Regions from separate parts of the Sus scrofa genome. Here region 2 is linked to region 1. A link is a contact called in public promoter capture Hi-C data. All regions are on one chromosome and are shown on one strand. The core of a region is the stretch at or near the end of the contact, and the rest is flanking DNA. Distances in the headings are between cores, read along the strand shown.

Region 1 (6,400 bases), core at 1,753-4,252:
CCTGGCAGCAAATGACAGCAAAGATACGACACTCCAAAACCTATGGGATGCAGCAAAGGCCGTTCCAAGAGGAAAGTTTATAGCAATACAAGCCCACCTCAGGAAACAAGAACAAGCCCAAATAAACAAGCTAACCTTACATCTAAAGCAGCTCGAGAGAGAAGAACAGACAAGACCTAAAGTTAGTAGAAGGAAAGAAATCATAAAGATCAGAGCAGAAATCAATGAAATAGAAACAAAGAAAGCCATAGAAAAGATCAATGAAACGAAAAGCTGGTGCTTTGAAAAGATCAACAAAATTGATAAACCCCTAGCCAGACTTAGCAAGCAAAAAAGAGAGAGGACTCAAATCAATAAAATTAGAAATGAAAAAGGAGAAATAACAACGGACATCACAGAAATACAAAGGATCATAAGAGACTACGATATGCAACTATACGCCAATAAAATGGAAAACCTAGAAGAAATAGACAAATTCTTAGAAAAGTACCATCTTCCAAGACTAAACCAAGATGAAATAGAAAAGATGAATGGACCCATCACAAGAACTGAAACTGAAACTGTGATGAAAAAACTTCCAACAAACAAAAGTCCAGGACCAGATGGCTTCACAGGCGAATTCTATCAAACATTTAGAGAAGAGCTAACACCTCTCCTTCTGAAACTATTGCAAAAAATCCCAGAGGAAGGGATACTCCCAACCTCATTCTATGAGGCCACCATCACCCTGGTACCAAAACCAGACAAAGACTCCACAACAAAAGAAAACTATAGGCCAATTTCACGGATAAACAGCGATGCAAAAATCCTCAACAAAATACTAGCAAACCGCATCCAACAATACATTAGAAGGATTGTACATCATGATCAAGTGGGATTTCTCCCAGGGATGCAAGGGTTCTTCAATATCCGCAAATCCATCAGTGTGATACACCACATTAACAAACTGAAGAATCAAAGTCCAATCTAACACCATAAAGTTCTTCCTCAGTTTTTCCCATTTCCTATTTTTGTCCTTCTCCTCCCAAGCTGCTAACCTTGACTCCTGACAATATTAATGTTTTCACTGATTTGCTCTAGCTTACAATACACACAAAACATAATTATTATACCAATTCTACGACCAATGGTTAAACCCACTAGATAAAGTTCAAGATGTCGTTAGGATGTACTCCACCGTGAGTAATTCAAAATGCACTTGACTTAATCATATTCTATGTGGTTCTCTTACCTTTCTTTTGGTTTGTCTTTGTAGGACTGCACCGGCGGCATATGGAGGTTCCAGACTAGGGAATCCCAGCTACTGGCCTACGCCATAGGCACACCACATATGCCAGATTCCAGCTGCATCTGCAACCTATACCACAACTCAAGGCAACACGGGATCCTTACCCCACTGAGCAAGGCCAGGGATAGGACCTGTGTCCTCATGGTTCGGCAGAGCTACCATGGGAATCCCAGTTATAGTATCATTTGATATGTACTTATATTCATTTGTTCTACTTTTATTTTTCAGGTTTTTTTGTTTGGTTTGTCTTTTTTAAGGCTGCACCCGGGCATATGGAAGTTCCCAGGCTTGGGATCCAATCAGAGCTGCAGCTGCCGACCTACACCACAGCTCACAGCAACGCTGGATCCTTAGCCCACTGAGAAGGGCCTGGGATCCAACCCGTGCCCTCATGGATACTAGTCGGGTTGGTTACTGCTGAGCCACCATGGGGAACTTCTTATTTTTCAGTTTTCAGTTTAGCTTTTTCATCCTCTTTTGGAATATGTACAATAGTGACATGACTTTAAAAATGAAAATTGTATTACGATACACTTAGAAAAAAGCCCCTTCTGGAGTTCCCGTGGTGGCGCAGTGGTTAACGAATCCGACTAGGAACCATGAGGTTGCGGGTTCGATCCCTGCCCTTGCTCAGTGGGTTAAAGATCCGGCGTTGCCGTGAGCTGTGGTGTAGGTTGCAGACGCGGCTCGGATCCCGCGTTGCTGTGGCTCTGGCGTAGGCCAGTGGCTACAGCTCCGATTCGACCCCTAGCCTGGGAACCTCCATATGCCGCGAGAGCGGCCCAAGAAATGGCAAAAAGACAAAAAAAGAAAAAAGCCTCTTCTATCTCTTCATCTTAGACTGAGTATGGCCCAGGGTTGTCTGACTATTCTGGCAACTACTGCACCCCACTACTGTGCGCGGTACCCCACTATCCATCCACAAGGGGCCCATAAGGGGAACTTTTTCCCAATTGAAGCCCTAAAAGAGAATAATGCTGGCGGTTCAATGACGTCGGATTTGACCAACCAGCCAGGAGCTGCGCGGAACCCAAGTTTCCTAACTTCGGAGTCACCCCAGCCCCAGGACGGTATGGGGCGGGCAGAAGTCTCGCGCTGTCGGGGCCTCAAGCTCTGGCTGTGGACGCTGGGCTACTGTCTCCATCAAAGAACCCCCAGAAGGTCCTGACCTGAGAGGCACTCGGGCTTCTCTCGTTGATGGAAAATGTTCCTCACCTTCCGGTCAGACTGTGGCCGCTCTTCCCCACGGTCTGATAGCCTGTGCTGTGTACCGGGGCGGGAGAAGGGAAAGTGAAGAGGAGTGGTAGTGAAGGGGATGAAGGAAGCGGGAAGGAGGAGGAGGAGGACAGCATGGAACCCGGGGAGGAGAGAGGGGGATCGAGAACCGAGTGGGGGGACGAGAGAGGGGTCACCAGAAAGTCCCAGGGGCTGTTCTGAGGAAGTTCAGAGTTCTCAGGGCAGTGGGAAGAGGACAGTTACAAAGGAGAAAGGAATTTTTCTTCCGGCGGAAATCCTACCTCAGGGCAGAACATTCTAGAAATGCCGCAGAGCAGACAGACCTGGGGGAGGCCCGAAAGCCCTGCCCTGTCGCCGACCCCAATGGATTTCTTCTCATCCTCGAGGTTCAACTCTGAAGGGCGGCCGAGGGCGGGCGATGCCGGCCCCTCCCGGCGTGGTCGCGGAGGAAGCGGGCTGGGGGCGGCCGAGGAGCGCGCCGGGCGGGAGGCGGGGCCTGGGCCCGGCCCGGGCCCGCGGGGCTGCGTGGGGCCTGGCTCAGCAGCCGGACCCAGTGAACTATGGGCGGTTCCATGGTGTAATGGTGAGCACTCTGGACTCTGAATCCAGTGATCCGAGTGCGAGACTCGGTGGGACCTTGTCCTTGAGATGAGGTCCAGCTGTCTCTTTCTGCGCAGCCGGAATTCAGTCTCCTCCCCAGAAGAACTCGCGCTTCAAAGGTGCGCTGAGTGGACATGCTTTCCCTTCCTAGAGGGCCCCTCTGCCCGGCTTTCAGACTGCACGGTCTGGGTCCTGGGAAGGGGGCTCCGCGACACCCCCAACCCCACCTCCGGCTGGGGCCCTCCAGCTCCTGCCGCCGTAGGCCCATCGCAGCCGCGTTCCCAGGGTTTGGCCGCCTCCTGCTCAGGGGTCAGAGTCCCAGAAACTGGCAGACCACACGGACGTGGAGGGCAGGGGAAGTGGGACGAGCCCGGGGTGTTCTCGCTGGACCCGGCAGGCTCTGCCGGGCGCTGGCATCCAAGGCGCAGCTGTCAAGGGGCACAGCGACGGAGCCAGTGCCACCTGCTGGTCGGGTCACCCTGGGTCTCCCGGGTAAAACGTAGAGGCTGCGCCCACTGAATCCCGCACCGAGAGGGCGCTTCACACCGCGCGCCTTGTAACTGTACGGATGTCTTGTTTCTACACAGGTAGAAAATAGTGCAATGATGAAATAGCGTTTCTGAGCTCATTCTTGGGGTGGTGAGACTAACTTTCTGACTCATGGGTTCAAGCGGAAGGTTGGATGTATTTCATTTTATTTTCCTTTGTCCTTTCCTACGGTTACCAATAGAATCTCAAGCTTCTGAGTTCTGTTGAGACCACTAGGAGCCACAGTTGTCCTAAACTTTGTACTTGGGTCTGGGGTTGAAGAGTTTTAACTAGGGACCCACCCCCACCCCCACCCCCACCCCCGCCGCCGCCGCCCCGGGCGCGCCAGCTGGAAAGGCAGCTACTGTGCCTGTCAGCTGCTTTGCTTGCTGCACACCACCCTTCTTGTAATCTTGTAGCAACTTCGTGCCTTGGGGTCCTTGTTTCAGTTTCGTAGGCAGGAACACTGCTGCCTAAAGGGAGAGGTCCGGGGCTACCTGCATAGGAAAACCTCGAGGTCTGTATTGTGTAAAAGTTACCCAAAACAAGACTCGGTGCTCAGACTCTGGAGGTGACTCCTCTGAGCCTGCAAGGGTGCTGTTCTGTATCTTCTGGTGCCATTTGTATCTTTCGGCTGCCACAATTTCTTCAACAGGGTAATCTCCTTAAACCCTAAACCCTGCTCCCCAGAAAGCGATCCCTGCTTAGAGAGTCCTTGTCCTTAACCCACGGCAGCAAGGTCTGGGCTCCTAAGGAGGGGAAAGTGAGATGAGCCAGAGAAGCTTTGAGGGTCAAGTCCTGAACTCGCAAGGCTCCCCCTGCAACCTTCTGGATTCCGCTCCAAGAAGACACCACTGAAAAAGGTCATGACTTTTTCCTTCTATTCATAGAAAATTTTACTGGAAAGGTCTGAAGGCCCTTCTTACCTAAAGTGTCTTCTGCCACCAAAGAGCATCGATTCACCCAAGAATATTTTCTACCTAGAAAGCCTGAAGCTGCTCCACATTGATTTTCACTGCATTTCCTTTTGCTTTTTGTGGGGATACTGTAGGTTAGGTAAATCCTTTGTAATGTGTGGTGGCTAAATTAGGCACACTGTTGGTTTCCTTAAAGTTAACTGGCAGGTACCCCCTCCTCCCCACTCCCCCTTCTCTTCCCTTGCAGACTGTTTGCCTGCAGGGCCTGAGGAAGTTCAGAACACACAAGTCAAGTTCTGCTGCTGGAGGTTCCATCATCAGTGATGTGCACATCCAGGAATTCGAGGTTTGTCCAGCAGACCATGTAAAGGAAGACTTCATGGAGGTGATCAACATGCTTCTCCACAGCAAGCCAGACAATTCTTCCCCTAATCCTTCATTCAGGTCCTCTACCTCCTCTCCTTAAGGAACATTTAGTCCTTATTTAATTTTTAGTTTTTAAATGAAATTTCAAGTTTGTAAGTAGGCCTTATCCCCTCTGTATCTGCCAATATCTCCAGCTGCCAATGCATTAGGCATCCTGGATCTCCATCATATTCCTACGTCGTGCCTGGAGTTTTTTCTCTGCCTCAGAGAGAAGACATCCCTTCCTTTCTCTAGCCCATCAAAACTGCCCTAGCTCAGACCAGTACAGGCCCCTCACTAGTCTTACCACCCGCCTCCTCCTCATATCTCTTTGGGAGAGGCAGAGTCCACTTTGCCTACAGACCCTCCTCTGTCTCCAAAGTTGCGGCTCTAGCACTTTGTTATATTCCATTATTAATTCTGGCAGGTTTTTGGGGGGTAGATTCCTTAGGATTTTCTACACACACAATTATGTCAAAGATAGGTTTTACTTTTCCTTATCTTTAAGGCTTTTACTTAATTTTCTTGCCTTAAGGCTTTGGCCAGACTTCTGATGCAATGTCAGAAAGAAGTGATGAGAACTACTATCTTTTCCTTTTCTCCAGTGTTCGGAAGATGGTGTTCAGGCTTTCACCATTAGATATAAAGTTAGCTGTAGGCTGTTCATAGATGCCCTTCATCAGATTAAGGTATTTTCCTTCTATTTCTAATTTACGTAGAACTTTGAACATGAGTGGGTGTTGAATTTTGTGAAATATTATTTTTTCCATTTATTAGAATGATCAAGAATTTTTAACCTTAATTTTCTTTCTTTTTTCTTTTTTTTTTTTTTTTTTTTGTCTTTGCTATTTCTTGGGCCACTCCCGCAGCATATGAAGGTTCCCAGGCTAGGGGTCGAATCGGAGCTGGAGCCACTAGCCTACGCCAGAGCCACAGCAACTCGGGATCCGAGCCGCGTCTGCAACCTACGCCACAGCTCACGGCAACACCGGATCCTTAACCCACTGAGCAAGGGCAGGGACCGAACCCGCAACCTCATGGTTCCTAGTCGGATTCGTTAACCACTGCGCCACGACGGGAACTCCTTAATTTTCTTAATGTTATTAATTACATGTTACTATTCTATTGTTAAAAGTAATGTTACATTCCTAAGATACACCCGACTTGGTCTCGATGTATTATCCTTTCTATACATTATTAGTTTTAGCTTGCTAATAACTTGTGGTGGTTTTTGTATCTGTGTTCATAATATTAATTTGTAATTTTCTTACCTTGAAATGTCCTTTTGCAGCTGTTTTGGAACGAGATCCTACTGGTCTCACAAATGAGTTTGGTAGTGTAATCTTCTCTTCCATATTATCTGACAGGCTTTGTGTTAAGATTGTTATTTTTTCTTCCTTAAATGTTTGATAGAATTCACCAGTGA
Region 2 (6,864 bases), core at 1,593-4,092, 460 kb after region 1:
TAAAAAACTGGTTCAGCCATACTAAGCACATATGGCTGGATATCAGCCCAGTTATAGCGGCTTTTTTTTTTTTTTTTTTTTTTTTTTTTTTTTGTCTGCCATGAACATCACCTCCTTTTGAGAAATGCTCTTTCCTATGTAATTCAAACAGGAGCTTTGCTATTTACTTGCAGACCTCTTCTCCTAAGCAACAATGTTTGGTCTGGGGTTGATACGAGCCACAGCTTGCTGGGACTGTTATTTATTCGTCTTCAGTACCTAGCTCAGTGCCTGGAATATAATTAGGCACTCAAGGATTGCTTAAAAAATAAATGGATACAAGCTTCTAACTCTTGCTTTCTTTGATCTGGCTTGTAAAATCTCTGCAACCTTTTGACTCTGCTTTAATGGAAAGTCTCATTTTGTTTTAGTAGCTTAAGTTGCTTTCAATATGTGCTTTACTCGATTTCTTTGTTAAGTTTTAAGAATTTGCTCTCTGATACTCAAATTTCTGTTTAACTTTTCCCCCCTAGTATAATGTTCACAAGCTCCAAAATTGTTGAATTTGACCCATTTCACAGTGTCGTCAGGTTTCAGGCAGACGAAGAATGTGGATAAATTTTATAAATTCTAAAGTTCTGAACAAATATTTGTTGGTGCCCTTTTCTCATTCAGTATAAAAAGTTGAGAATATTCTGTGTATTGATCCCGGTGTTTGCCATTCATTATTACCCAGTCCTTTATTGCCAAAAGGACCAAAGGGCAGGAGGGCAAAGGCAGTGTCTGCATGTGAATGAGATGATGCTGATTAAGTCAGAAGCAAAAGCCATTCAGGTTCTGGAGTTCCTGAGTGCTGGGCAGTTTCATACAGAGACTACTCTGGCATTCTCCTGATGGCCACTCATTGACCTAAGAAGACGCTGTCTTCTCTCAGGAATAATAAATTTAGTGTTTCTAAAGGGTGTCAGAATCATCTAAGAGGAAAAAAGTAAGCGGTATGAGTATGAATGTTGTTTCAAAAAAGGGTTGTTCTAGGGTGATTGCATTCCTCTATTTTTTTTTTTTTTTGGTTGTAACAGAAAATAAGCCAAAAAAAAAAAAAAAAAAGAAGGGAAGTTATTATAAACAAATAATGGTGGTTCATACAGTCCAGGGGCAAGGCTGCTTATAGGCCTTGGGAAGAGCCTAGAGCCATGAATTGGAAAGAGGATGGGACTCTGGGATTCTTGCTCCTATTCTGCTTCTCTGTGCCTTCTGCTTCTCTGATTCACGTAGACGTACTCTTAGTTAAAATATTTGTATTATTAATTTCCCATTATTGGAATTGTTCCAGCAGAGGCTGAATGACCATCATTTGAAACTATAGTAGAAGATATGTCCTTGTCAAGTGGGAGGAAGGGAATTAGATCAGGTTATATCTATGAGGTATTCTAAATGTAAGATTTTATCGGCTTAGGCTGCCATATACACAAGGATTGCCTTTAATTTTACTTTCTCACGGTCTCAATAGCACCATCAATTTCTTAGCCTTGCCTACATTGCAGCCCTTCATCTTTTGTCTGGAGTCAATCATTAGGTCTTCCTCCCAAAATCCTCTCAAGAAATAATATTAGGGAGTCCCCACTGTGGCAAAGTGGGATAAGAATCTGCATTGCTCAGGTTGCTGTGGAGGTGTGGGTTTGACCTCTGGCCTGGTGCAGTGGGTTAAGGGATGGGATTGCCACAGCTGTGGCATAGGTCAGCTTGAATTCAGTCCCTAGCCCAGGAACTTTCATAGGCAATGGGTGTGACCATAAAATTTAAAAAAAGAGAAATAATATCAGTTTTCCCCTAATGGCTGTAGAATTGAAGAAAAAGTAACAAAAGGATGAGCTCTTTAACATATGGATAAATGTTAAGACAGAGTTGTATCAGGATTAAGAGCATAGGCTTTGGAGTTCAATCCCAGTTCAAATTCGGCTCCCATTACTACTAGCTGTGTCACCTTGGAAAAATTACTCTCAGGCTTTTTTATCCAACTATGAATTGGGGACTAACACTAAATAACTTTACTCATTTTTTTTGGTTAAATAACTAGTATCTGTAAAGCACTTAGCAGTGTTTCTATTAATGTAAACACAATTAGTGCTCAATAAAGTGTAATTGATATAAGTAATAAAATACATTTGTATAATTTTTTTTAGTTTACAAAATATGTGCACCTACATTTTCATGTTAAATAATCACAAACATCCTGAGAGGCAGGAAATATCCTTGTTTTAAAGATGGGGACACCAAAAAAAAAAAAAAAAAGGTGGTAACACTTCCCCAAATAGAATTGTCTAGAGATTGCTCCAGTAAGGAGTGACTGTACAGTTACTGGAAGTTTTGCAAGGCTGTCCTGTACCTATCATGATACAGGTAGCAAAGACCCCAACATTTGGAAGAGTGACAGATCTATATGATTTCTGAAGTCCTGTAACTTGGTCATTTTCTCACACATGCAATACATATTTTTACCGAAAACTATTCAAGGACCTAGGGATACAGCATAAACAAACATGCAGAAAACTCCCAAACAGCATGTGCACACATATTTCTGCTTAGAAATAGAAAAATACAGAAAGTATTTTTATAGGATATATAATATAGAAAATTAAAAATTAAGGAGGAAAATACATAGCTTTATTTTCAGTTTTTTCACATACTCTTCATTTAAGTACCCATTAATTCCTACCCTCCTTCCCAGCCCTCTCCCCTGACTTAAAGTATCCAAACTAGGAAATCCTACTTCAGTTTGTGTGCCACGCCCCTTCAAGGGTCAAGGCTCAGAAGAGGCTGGAAATTCAGAAAAGTGGGCGGGGCCTTGGAAGTTTCTGAAGATGGAAGGAGAGACGGCGGAACTAGTGTTCCAGTAGTTGTGGTTCTCCGGGGAAGCCAATTCTGGGGACCGGTAGTGGAGAGCTCTGGACCTTGTTTCCGGCCACCTCAGCGGGAAGCGGAGACGCCAGCAGCTGGGTTTTCGGGAACTAAGGTAGAGGCATAACTGTTGTCGCGGCGAAGCAAGTCAAGACGCACCTACGGCCGTCCAGGCTAGTTTTGGGTCTCGGTAGTCTGTGAAGATGGTGTTGCTCACGATGATCGCCCGGGTGGCGGACGGGCTCCCGTTGGCCGCTTCGATGCAGGAGGACGAACAGGTAAGCTCCAAGATCCCCATGACCCCGAGTTCCTGCCGGAGCACTCAGCTCTCAGCGACTGATTCCTTTTTAAGACATGGAGACCCTTGTCGCCTCCCAGACATTCCTGACCCCTGCGAAGTGCTTTTTCTCTTTTGGCAGTGGAGAAGACTACTTGTTAGAAAAAATCCTTCCTGAAGGCGAAGGTAGATTTTTGTGTTACCTGTTCCTCTTAAGAAAAACGCTCTGGAGAAGGGATAGTTTAGCTGAGTGTGATCATCCAGTGCTTCGTTGAAATCAGGATTTTTAATTTTTCGCTGCTAATAAGGCTGACTGACAGGTCTTGGGGGAAATCAGCCCCTAAATTCTTTAACTGTTCTTACTGTAGCACCTGATCCTTGACCTAGCTTGCTGACATCTATTGAAAGTAGATGAGATAATATTGCCACATATATGCACCTGTTTGAAGGCGCCTGTTTGAAGTTCAGTACAGAGCCTTCTTTCAAAGTTATGCCCGATTCCCACCTCCTCCAATAAGCCTTACTAAATTCCTATTATTGGAATTAAAATCCCTGTGTCGACTCTTTACATTTATTTTACATTTTCCTTTTTCTTTCAATAAGTTGAGTTTCGTAGCAGGTAAATAACAAATGTTAGTCATCTTTGTGTCTCCTGTAGCTTTTGCTAGTAGATGCTCAGAAATGTGTTAATTTAAAAACAACAACTCCAGATATCTTGAAAGGAAGATGCTTTGTGCCTTAAAAATCACGAGGGAAACTCCTGGTGTGAGACAAGTTCATGGAGCATGGTTGGAAGTTTCCTGAAGAAAGGAGGCTGAGAGTGAAATTTATATAATTTATTTAAAGTGATCAACTTTATTTTACTTTCTCATGCAACCTAATAAAAATTTTTTTAAAAACCCTGAAGGCCTAAAAAAAAGACGAAATATAGAAAAAAAATTGTACATAAATTTTTTGACTTTTCATTCATATATCCATAAAAAAAAAAACCTTAATTAAACACATCAGCTGTACCAAGCCAGTGTTAATATAGGGGATTAAGGGACATAGTCCCTACTTTCATGGAGTTTACAGTTTAGTGGAAAAATGAGCTAACGAACAATTAAAACGTAGTAAAACTACAACAGAAGAGGAAGAAGTTTCTGTGGTTGAAAATGGAAAAGTTACCTAAATTGATTTTGCAAGATCAGGAAAGTCTTCCCAGAAGAAAATGGCATCGAAGCTGACAGTGTCTCCTGATAAGGAAAGCTTCTATTTGGTTATGAGCTTTTTTAGGTTTGATTTGGAAATATGTTTAAACTTCCACTTTTAGGAGAATATTGATAACGGATTATAAAGTTGCTTTGCTTAGCAGGTCATGCTACATGAAATATTTTCTATTCATTCCACAAAACCATGCCTAATTTGGTATAAAATTTGAAAAATAGAGCATACCTTGAATTTTCAATTGTGAAAAAAAAATTCTCTTCTTCAACATTAAACATTTTATAGGACTATGCAGAAAGGGTGAAATTGTTAAAATGAATGTAGGAACATGCTTTTTAGGGAGATGGTGTGGATAAGTTTTCCTTGAAGGATATGTAGTTTGACTAAGAAATAGTTTTCCCAAGGGGGCAGAAATCTGATCAGTTTTCCAACTATTTGAATTCCAATGTGGGCAAAGATTTGAAAGTCTCTGTATCAGTAGGCCCTTATTCTTTGCTTTGATACGTTATTGGAAAAAATTAGTTGATTTATTACCGTGTATTTCCTAATTCCAAATTTCGTATCAGTCTACTAAGATGGGTTGCTTTGTTTAATTGATAAGGAAGATATTTTACACAAAAATATTTTTGTCATTGTAATTGCACAGTGATTTCCATTAGGAATTTTAACTGTGATTGATAGCTTTTCCTAAACTTTTAATATCTACAAAAATATGAACCTTTGACTTATTTTTATTGTTATAATAGTATACAGCACATAAATAGAGTGTCTGCTACACTACTACATACTACTGTGCTAAGCCTGTTAAATGAATGATTTCACTCAGTCTTCATACCAATGGTTAGAATAGGTACCATCGTTATCTCCATTTATAGATAAGGAAGTTCTGAGACTAAGAAAGGTTAAGGCTCTTGCATAAAGTCACACAGCTAGTTAAGTAGCATAACAACTTTTCATCAGGGTTCCTCCCTCCCACCTTTCCTCCCTTTCTTTCTTCCTTCCTCCCTTCCTTCCTTATTAACCTACAACCATTATGTTAGTTCCAGGTGCATAACATAGTGATTTGATATTTCTGTCATCAGGGGTTTTTAAGTTTGGCACTGTTGACATTTTGGGATGGATAATTCTTTGTTGTGGGAGAACTGTCCTGTGCATTGTAGGATGTCTAGCAGCATCCTTGGCCTCTACACCTTATATGCCAATAGCGCTACTACCGCCCTCCCTCCAGTTGTGATAACCAAAAATATTTCCTTACATTGCCACATGTCACCTTGAGGGAGTGGGGACAAAATCACCCCTAGTTGTGAACCACCTTTTTTTTTTTTTTTTAATTTTAGATTAAGGTATAGTTGATTCACAATATTATTTATGTTTCAGATGTACAACATAGTGATTCACAAATTTAAAAGGTTACACTTCATTTAGAGTTTTTACAAAATATTGGCTATATTCCCTGTGCTGTATAATATATCCTTATAGCTTATTTATTTTATACATATTAGTTTGTACCTCTTAATCCCTTACCCCTATCTTGCCCCTCTTCTCTTCCCTCTCTACACTGGTAATCACTAGTTTGTTCTTTTTAATATCTGACACTAGAGCCTTAGTACCTAACTGCTATACTTTACTACCCCCTTCTAAGACATTTTAATAATGTATTTACTTCTTAGGAGTCCAGAAATAACTTTTTGAGAAATGGATATCTTGGCCAAGTAATTTTATAATTAAGTACCTTAATCATCCAGGCCAAATAATTCAATGTATTCTTTCAATTATTTACACTGATAATAGATACATTTTGGGTAGTTACTAGATGCTAGTCCCTGTACAAACTGTCTTATTCCTGGAGATGAACAGTTATTAAAATAATACAATGGAGAGTTAAAAAAAAAAAAAGATACAGTGAGTCTTATGCACTATTTCCTCTGTGCTTTAACTAGAATCAAAGGCCTACCTCAGGTAGAGAGATGAACTTTTCAAACCTAGAGTTTTCTAACTGATACTCTGTTTCTTCCTTTCTGATGTATTCCTCCTTTTTAGGTGTTTCTTCATCTACCTTTCTGTTCTACCTCAAAGTGAACCATGTTCTCTTCTCTCATTTTGCCCCAGCTCTGTGGTCATGAAGAAGGTGTTTGATTTACTCGAGTACACTAGTTGATTAGTCACTTTACTGTTACCGCTTTTAGAGGAAAATGGTTGGTTCTTAATGCCTCTGGCCTTTGATTAGTTGAGTTCAACAGGGATTTTTAAAATGATAAGAGTTTAGCTAAAGATTCTTATAAAGGCAAAAGATGGCATTTGATACAAATACTTGTTCAGCGATTATAGGTGACAACAATAAAAATTATTATGGTTGTGTGGCAGTTTACTACCCTGTATCTCCTGCATTTCACATAAAGAACCAAACCCTAAAAAGACTGTTGGATGACCTCAAATTAGTTTTACAATTTGTGTAGGCATTCACATCCACTTCACTATTAGATTACAAGCAGCTGTCTTTGCAT

The links. Promoter capture Hi-C pulls out the DNA fragments that hold promoters and counts their contacts.
Region 2: a promoter capture Hi-C map of liver shows a contact between it and region 1, with 3 times the contacts expected there. The contact joins the promoter of LOC100157002 here to the promoter of CHD1L in region 1. A contact is called at or near these places in 1 of 5 promoter capture datasets (liver) and 1 of 2 datasets of contacts at active chromatin or transcription factors (alveolar macrophages).

What each region holds. Positions count from the first base shown.
Region 1 is chr4:100,422,726-100,429,125 of Sscrofa11.1, forward strand. CHD1L (chromodomain-helicase-DNA-binding protein 1-like) reads right to left here and starts at 3,003. Exons shown (of 24, transcript XM_013993372.2): 1 at 2,806-3,003. TRNAQ-CUG (a tRNA gene) reads left to right here and starts at 3,091; the gene lies at 3,091-3,162.
Region 2 is chr4:100,878,001-100,884,864 of Sscrofa11.1, forward strand. It overlaps LOC100157002 (vesicle-trafficking protein SEC22b), which reads left to right and starts at 2,843. Exons shown (of 5, transcript XM_003484218.4): 1 at 2,843-3,155. The coding sequence starts at 3,081. LOC110260433 (a long non-coding RNA gene) reads right to left here. Exons shown (of 3, transcript XR_002343722.1): 3 at 3,859-3,968.